3 separate regions of the Zea mays genome follow, and regions 1 and 2 are each linked to region 3. Evidence: chromatin contacts called from public Hi-C data. All regions are on one chromosome and are shown on one strand. The core of a region is the stretch at or near the end of the contact, and the rest is flanking DNA. Distances in the headings are between cores, read along the strand shown.

Region 1 (2,700 bases), core at 169-2,668, 220 kb before region 3:
GAGGTAGTGATGAGTTTCACGCTTTCTAAGCCTGGCCCGCGCGCAGTTAGGAGGATTGGCCGCTATCTGAGAGGTACCACCTTAAGATGTATAGAAACAAAAAATATTATTTAAATGCTTTGTTTCCTATATAAATATAGAATCGCTCCAATACTCATACAACTAGGCTCGTTAGAACCAGTTTATGACATATACATATATAAATTATGTTAAACAGTGTAGATATTTATACAATGAGGTACACTGCGTAAAAAATTGGCATGTGGTTCACCGGTGGACGCATCTCTAGGTTTGAGCGTAAAAAACTTAAGTTTTGAGCATAAAATCTCTTAATTATAAGCGTAAATACCGAGCCAATATGAGAGGTTGATAGCTCTGATGGGTTGTATTCACGAACCTATTTTGATGGCAGATCCAAAAAATATGGAAGTCACATGCATGTGATTTCTATTTTTATGCAGATCCAAAAATTATGGCAGATCGTGGGAGTTTTCATTGCATGCGCACAAATTTTGGATGATATTTTTGTTTCCACGTCACGCGCGCAAAAAATGGATGACATGAGTCACGCAGAGCATAATTTTTTATACAAAGTCACATAAATACTGATTTGATTTTTATATCGGTGCAACTAAGAACGCTGACGGAATTATGGACAGTTTTATGACAGTTGTAAAAATCTGGCAGTTACGAACATAAGTGATTTGATTTTTATGGTAATTAGGAACAAACATAAATCAAGGAATTGCCTTTTTAATATGCATGCAAAAAATATGTATGCAGTAAACTGATGTACGAACTCCATGTGAAAGCATAAAATCCTACAGTTTTAGCGTAAATAATGTATGTGGTAGGCGTAAAACACAATAATCGAAAGACATAACACGGATCAGAGGTGGTAGTCGCTGGAAGACGTCGTCGAGGACACAAGAACGGAGGGAGGTCGTCACTGGGGGCTCCCGGAGTGCGCCGGATCGGAGGATGTCATTTGTGTCCGTCATCGCACGCACCTCGCGCCTCGTGCAGCATCGTCGCTACTCGCACCGCTCGCCCGCACTGGGGCTCTGCCGTTGCTCGCCCTCTGGATCGGGGAGCCTACCACCGCGCCACCGATCTAGGAACCGGCGACGCTACTCCAGATCGAGGAATCGCCACCATCACGCGTCCGAGTCTGGGAGCCACCGCCACTGCTGGCCAGGGGTCCGCGCCGCGCGCACTCTCGAGCAACCGCCACCGTCGCACACGTCTGGGTGGACGCCGTCGCTCGTGAATCCGGGTGGGACGTCAAAAACTGAACCATATCGCTTCGGGTGTTCGCCCGGACCTGGTATAGCTTGATCAGATGTACCGTACTTGGGCAAACAGTGCAATCACTGTGCAATTTGCAAGCGGCGAGCCTATATATATTTGCAGCCGTGAAGCTTCACAAGTCAAGCTCACAGCAAAATAAAAGCCAGGCGGCGGCATATGGCGCTCAGCAAGGAGCAAAAACTCACAATTTCTGAGCAACAACACACGGCAAGCAGCGAACAGCAGGTGGCGCTGGATGCCGAGCTCCAGCTGTGGAACCACACCTTCGGCTACGTCAAGTCCATGGCGCTCAAGGCCGCGCTCGACCTCGGCATACCCGATGCCATCCACCAGCACGGCGGCTCGGCTACCATCCCACAGATAGTCACCAGGATCACGCTCCACCCGTCCAAGACACCATGCCTGCGGCGCCTCATGCGCGTGCTCACCGTCACCGGCGTCTTCGGCACCCAGGAGCCGCACGATGACGGGGGCGGCTGTGACGACGAGCTCGTCTACACGCTCACGCCGGCGTCCCGTCTCCTTGTCGGCCCACCGGGGCAGAACGTGAGCCCTTTACTGAACGTGATGCTCTGCCCCATCTTCGTGTCGTCCTTCCTCGACCTCCGCGGGTGGTTCCAGCACGAGATGCCGGACCCGTCCCCCTTCAAGGTGACGCACGGGCGGGACATATGGGAGCTGGCCGCCCACGACGCCGGCTTCAGCAGGCTCTTCGACGCCGGCATGGTCGCGGACAGCGGCTTCATCATGAACGTCGTGGTCAGGGAGTGCGGCAGCGGCACCGTCTTCCAGGGGATCAGCTCCCTCGTCGACGTCGGCGGCGGGTTTGGTGGCGCCACACAGGCCATCGCGAAAGCGTTCCCGCACCTGGAGTGCAGCGTGCTAGATCTCCCGAACGTCGTCGCCGGCGCTCCTGCTGATACCGCCGTGAAGTATGTCGCCGGTGACATGTTCGAGAGCGTTTCGTCGGCAGACGCTGTCTTCCTCAAGGTACGTACGTACGGTACGGCCATATATATATATATATATATATATATATATATATATATATATATATATATATATATATATATATATATATATATATATATATATATATATATACGTCGTAGTACTAACTACTATACAGTATAGACATGCATGCATAGGAACAAAAAGGTCAATAACAACAGTACACCCTAGCTTCAAGTCCAAATTACGGCAGGTCCTTTATTTAAGTCCAAATTACAAGTCAATTAGACGTTAGGACAATGACTTTAAAATATAATATCTTTGTTCAATGTTCTTTAGTTAAAATAAAAATAAACTCTTATTAGGTTTGAAAACTAAATAACAAAATGGTTATATGTAGTCAAAGTTTTATAAATTTGACTTAAATAAACAAACCAT
Region 2 (2,700 bases), core at 44-2,543, 200 kb after region 3:
ATAGGTAGCAGACAAAGGTTTTAGCAATGCATCGTGGTCCTGATATTGGATGGAAGAAGCACTAACTAAACCAGAGAGAAAGAAAACGCAATCTTACCGATCCACCGCCCAAGGAAGACATGCTGGACTTGATGTTCTTGGTCTCATTGAAAAGCTGCATTGCCTGCCTCGTCATGCTGTCGTCTAGTCCCAGCTTGCTCTGCTCGTCAGCAAACAACAGAGCAAATAAGAAAATAGGGTTTACGAGGTCTCCAGCTACAGTGCAAAACCTACGATCTTTTGTAAAAATGGAACACCAACAGATTATGCATATCTAGTTCTCCTAAAAATAGACCAGGCAGTAGTAGTTCGGCTGCAGCTGCAGTCCAGCCACAGCAAGCAGCGAACAAGCGATACAGTACAGAATCACAGAATCACTAATGGTATGACATACGGAGGACAACATGACTTAAAGTGTATAGAACAAATGAAACCTTCAATAGACTGTTCATTTGTTCGATTGAGCAGCCACAGATAACAAAAACTACCCCCACCCCACCATACCAAAAAAAATGGCTGGGGATTGGGGAACATAAATTTCCACACGTATTACCAAAAGCGCAAAAAAATGTGTCCGAATGTTTATTTATCGAATTGTAATAAGGGTTAAACAAGCGAGAAATTGGTTGGGAAAATCTAAACAAAATCGGGCGATAGCACAGTCAAAATGACAAAACCCCGAAGACCGTACCACAGGCAGAAAAGCTGACACATTTCCCAAAAAAAATAGGAGATGCAAAAGCAAAGGGGGAGGCGCCAGATCCATCAACTCCGAACGAGAAAATCGGGACAAAAACACACACGAAGGAGCTCCAAGGCATGGCCAGTGGAGAAGAAAAAACCACGCCTTGCGCAGAAAAAAAAAAGAAGAATTTCCAGCGCCCCAACGAAACGTCGAAATTCGAAAACCCCTACCCAACGGAGCGGCGCAATCGCCGCGGCGGGTGGGCGGTCGTACCTCGCACAGATCGGCGAACCTCTCATCTATGGAGGCCGCGGCGGCGGAGGCACTATCCGTGACCCCCGACCCCGAGCTCGTGGACGGCTTGGCGACTCCGTCCATGTTTCTCCCCTTCCAAGCACTCCCAACCCAGTGCCCGAAACCGCTGCTGGGGCCGGAACCAGGCACTCCAGCGACCGGAAGGGAAGCTCTAACAGGGTTGCGGCGGCGGTGCCGGTGGACGGGAAGCGGCGGCGGCTGTTGGGATGCGCGCCAAAAAATATTTTCGGATCCCAGCGGCTCGCACGGACTTTTAATACGTCTGCGGTCTGCGGTCTGCGGGGTAGCTTGCTCGGTAAAACGGAGCCCGTCCGTCTCGCTGCGCGGTGGGCCCGGTCCTCGCAGGCGGGAGAGGGGATGGCGGCAGCACGCAGCCCTGGTTGGTTTTGGCGGGAGAGGCGTCGAGATGGCGGGAAGGGATGGGGTTGGCTCCGCGTGGCAGGAGTGCAGGACGGGTGGGTCGGTGGGCTTGTCGCGGCCCGTCTCCCTCGACGCGACCACGTGCGCCGCGTGGCTGCGGCGGCCGGCGGGCGGGGCCCAGGCAGAGGCAGTGGTAGAAGCGTCCGAGGGAAAAAAAAGGTTCTGCGTGCGCGACGCTAAAACAGTTAAGAGTGAGAAGTTAAGAGTGAGAGTACGAGTCACGGCAAAATGCCATGTTTGGCAGGGTTCTGTTTGGTCTCTATTCTATCTTTCAGTCAGGCAGTTTCCTCCCCACTCTTCTTCTAGCCATGTGCTTCTCACCCATGTGTCGTCCGTCTCTGCCACCCCCCTCAGCCTCAGCCTCAGCCAAAATCCCAAGGCCCAAGATTGTTACAGTGTCGCCTTCTCTAGCCAGAAGTTGAAGCCACTGGATAGAAGTAGTTTCCTTGCCTCTGTCTGAACAAAAAAGGTTTCACTGACTCGAGGGTTCGTGCCAAAGTTGCCTTGCAAAAAAAAATTCTATACATTGCAGTGTATCACAGCCCACAGGTGCAGGCTCCTGTCATTATGCCGGTGGCTCCTTCGGTTCCGTGACGCTAGGGTGCTCCAAGTAGAGCTGCATCGTCAGAGGGTCACAGCTGACTGACTTGATGGGGGTGATCTGCGGAGGCTGCATCCACAGCTCGGCGTCCGTAGGAATCCACAGCTGAGCTTCTCGGTCACCGTCGCCGGGGAGGGACCGGAAGTAGGCGGTCACCTCCCAGCTACCATCTGTCAGAATCCAAGATGCAAGCACGTCACTCACTCCCTGATAGACATTTTGCAGGTATATATATATATATATATATATATATATATATATATATATATATATATATATATATATATATATATATATATATATATATATATATATATATGCGCTTTCCTCTTGCAGAAGACCTTAAGATTTAAAAAAACAAATTAGAAAAAAGATGAGACCTGGTGGAAGGGGTCTGGTAACAGGCTCAGCAACAGTCAGCTTGATCAAGAATGCTCGCAGAGCGAACTCCAGGTTCGCCTCCTCTAACTTGGAACGGTATGACTGGTTGACTGCAAGCTTGAAGACGAACTTCTCGGTCGGTACATGCCCTTTGTCATAGAAGATGACCACGACCCTCTCTACCAATCCCTGGATTGTAAATACAAAAAAAAAATCAAAGGTTACTGCTAGCTATGAATGTCGAATTAGAGCCCCACTT
Region 3 (2,700 bases), core at 44-2,543:
CTTAGCCTCTTTAATGTTAGAGATAGAGATATATAAAAACTCTTAGCCTCTTTAACACTAGGGAATAGAGATGGAGATAGAAATTAAGGTAAATATATATCTATAGCATTTTTATTGGGCCTCATCTGATGGCCATCTTTTTGTTACGGAACAAAATGCATGTAAGATTAAACCAGTCAAGAATACTATCTCTAATTCATCATGTATTATTACTCTTACTTAAAAACCGCCAAGAATAATAATTGGTGAGAGAGTCCGGGACCGAAATTTACAGATTTTTTTATTTTCATATTATATAAGTACATAGTTATAGTTGGAGACGCATAATAGATAAGATATAGATCGGACACTTGTGGGTGATGAAAGACAAAAATATACTAGCATATTTAATATTAGGTGTTAGATATAGATATTATAGATATATCCAAATATATCTAGAAATCTCAGGCTCTTTATTATTAGGGATTAGATATATATATATATATATATATATATATATATATATATATATATATATATATATATATATATATATATATAGAAATATTAGCCTCTTTAATATTAGAGATAGAGAAATATAAAAAAATCTTAGCCTCTTTAATACAAGAGATTAGGAATGGAGATAGAAATAGTTAGACAAAGATTATAGGTAAATGTATATCTATACATATATCTATAGCATTTATTATTGTGTCGTTTAACGTGTCCTGCCTCATCTCATGGCCATCTTTGATTACTAGCTCTAATTCAACATGTATTATTATTTACTTAAAAACTGTCCAGTACAAGAATTGGTGAGAGAGTGCAGGACGAAAATTTAGAGATTTTTTATTTAATATTATATAAGTGTATAGTTATATTTGTAGATATATAATTGATTAAATGTGGACATAGATATAGATATAAGTATAGATATAAATACTAGAGTTTTATATTTTAGGTGCCTGATGTTTTATATGATAAATTTAGACAAACAACTAGTATAATTAAAAATATAATTTACAAGAGAACTTTTATTTTTTTTCTATATATACTTCAACAATTGACAACATTACATATTGACTGAATAATAATGAAAAATTAAACACCATAAATGTTACAGTCAAACGACGATGACAGCATTGCTTTTTGATTGAATAATAATAAAAAAATCAGGCACCATAAATATCCTATAGTCAAACAATGACAACATCTCATGTTGACTAGACAATAGTACAAAAATGAGAGCCCCTGTACAAAGGACCCAGATATAAAATGTCGTCTAGCATTTCTAACCTGTCCCGTCTCATGTGACGGTCATCTTGTTCTTGTGTCACTCATGGACTCTCCTCTAATGAAGCCCCTACTAGTGCCCAACAACCACAGTCCCGGACCGGTTGTCGCCGCCACGCCGGGAGAACACGGCGGTGCTGCGGCCGACGAGAGCAGCACCCTCGTGGATGCTGCCAGTGGCACGGATGAGAGCCACAGGGCACTCGCCGACGCCGACGTGAAGATGAACGACGATGGCGACGTACAAGGGGACGAGCTGTCCGCGTCCGTGCAGCGCCGGCTGGACGAGAGCAGCGCCGTGGAGGGGGAGGATGAAGAGGAGGAGATTGGTGACGACGCGGAGGCCGACGACATGGCGGCGCGCATGGGACGGCGCCTGGCGGCGCTGCCCGGGAATGCGCACGAGAGCGAGCCGTTCACCATCTTCCGCGTGGCGGGGCCCATGCGCGACCGCAACCGGCACCTCTACGAGCCGCAGATGATCTCCATCGGGCCCTTCCACCGTGGCGCCGGCCGGCACCTCGCCGCCATGGAGGAGCACAAGTGGCGGTACCTCCGCGACATTCTGGCCCGCCCCGGCGGCGCGACGCTGGCCTCGTACGCCCGCGCCGCGCGCTCGATGGAGGCCTCCGCGCGCCGCCGGTACGCGGAGCCCGTGCTGCTGCCCGCGGCCGAGTTCGCCGAGATGCTCCTCCTGGACGGCTGCTTCCTGGTGGAGTTCTTCCTCAAGGGGCAGGAGAGCGCGGAGGACGCGCTCATCGACGCCTCGTGGGCGATGCAGAACGTGTACAACGACATGCTGCTGCTCGAGAACCAGCTCCCCTTCTTCGTGCTCGAGCGCTTCTACGACCTGGCCACGGGCGGGCTCGGCCGGGACTACTTCGTCACCAACGTCCTCGTCAACTACCTCACCGTGGACATGTGCGTCGGCCCGCGGGACCCCGAGAGCACGCGGCCCCCCGACGGTGAGATCCACCACCTGCTGCATCTCTACTACCACTGGTTCCTACCACCGGAGGACCGGGACGGGAGCGGCACGGGCAGCAAGGACAAGGAAGACGGCGAGGCGCTCGAGGAACTGATGTCCACGTCTGCGGATGAGCGCATGCCGTGGCAGCTGCCGCCGGCGTCGGAGCTGAAGGACTCCGGGGTGACGTTCCGCGCCAAGAAGTCGCCGCGGAGCATGGTGGACGTGACCTTCGACCGCCGCAGCGGCGCGCTGGAGATCCCGGCCGTGGAGAGCTACACGAACCACGCCATCTTCGCGAACCTGCTGGCGTACGAGCAGAGCCGGGGCCGGTGGGAGCTGCAGCGCCTGGTGAGCTACGTGCTGCTGATGGCGTCCGTGGTGGACGCGCGGCGCGACGTGGAGGTCCTGCAGCGGGCCGGCGTGTTCGTGCGCGGGGACGAGGAGACGGCGGCGTTCTA

The links. Hi-C and Micro-C count contacts between places; a contact is called where the count stands out from the background.
Region 1: a Hi-C map of endosperm shows a contact between it and region 3, with 2.4 times the contacts expected there. The contact joins the promoter of LOC103654413 here to the promoter of LOC100278888 in region 3. A contact is called at or near these places in 3 of 25 Hi-C or Micro-C datasets (ear, endosperm and leaf).
Region 2: a contact with region 3 is called in a Hi-C map of endosperm, with 3 times the contacts expected there. The contact joins the promoter of LOC100217179 here to the promoter of LOC100278888 in region 3. A contact is called at or near these places in 4 of 25 Hi-C or Micro-C datasets (ear, endosperm, leaf mesophyll and 1 more).

Annotation. Positions count from the first base shown.
Region 1 is chr4:199,085,551-199,088,250 of Zm-B73-REFERENCE-NAM-5.0, forward strand. LOC103654413 (O-methyltransferase ZRP4-like) reads left to right here and starts at 1,419. Exons shown (of 2, transcript XM_008681248.2): 1 at 1,419-2,301. The coding sequence starts at 1,468.
Region 2 is chr4:199,507,014-199,509,713 of Zm-B73-REFERENCE-NAM-5.0, forward strand. LOC100217179 reads right to left here and starts at 1,294. Exons shown (of 18, transcript NM_001317389.1): 1 at 998-1,294; 2 at 98-199. The coding sequence starts at 1,102. It overlaps LOC100275453, which reads right to left. Exons shown (of 7, transcript XR_004857919.1): 6 at 2,441-2,630; 7 at 1,878-2,230.
Region 3 is chr4:199,307,941-199,310,640 of Zm-B73-REFERENCE-NAM-5.0, forward strand. It overlaps LOC100278888, which reads left to right and starts at 1,294. Exons shown (of 1, transcript NM_001152019.2): 1 at 1,294-2,700. The coding sequence starts at 1,319.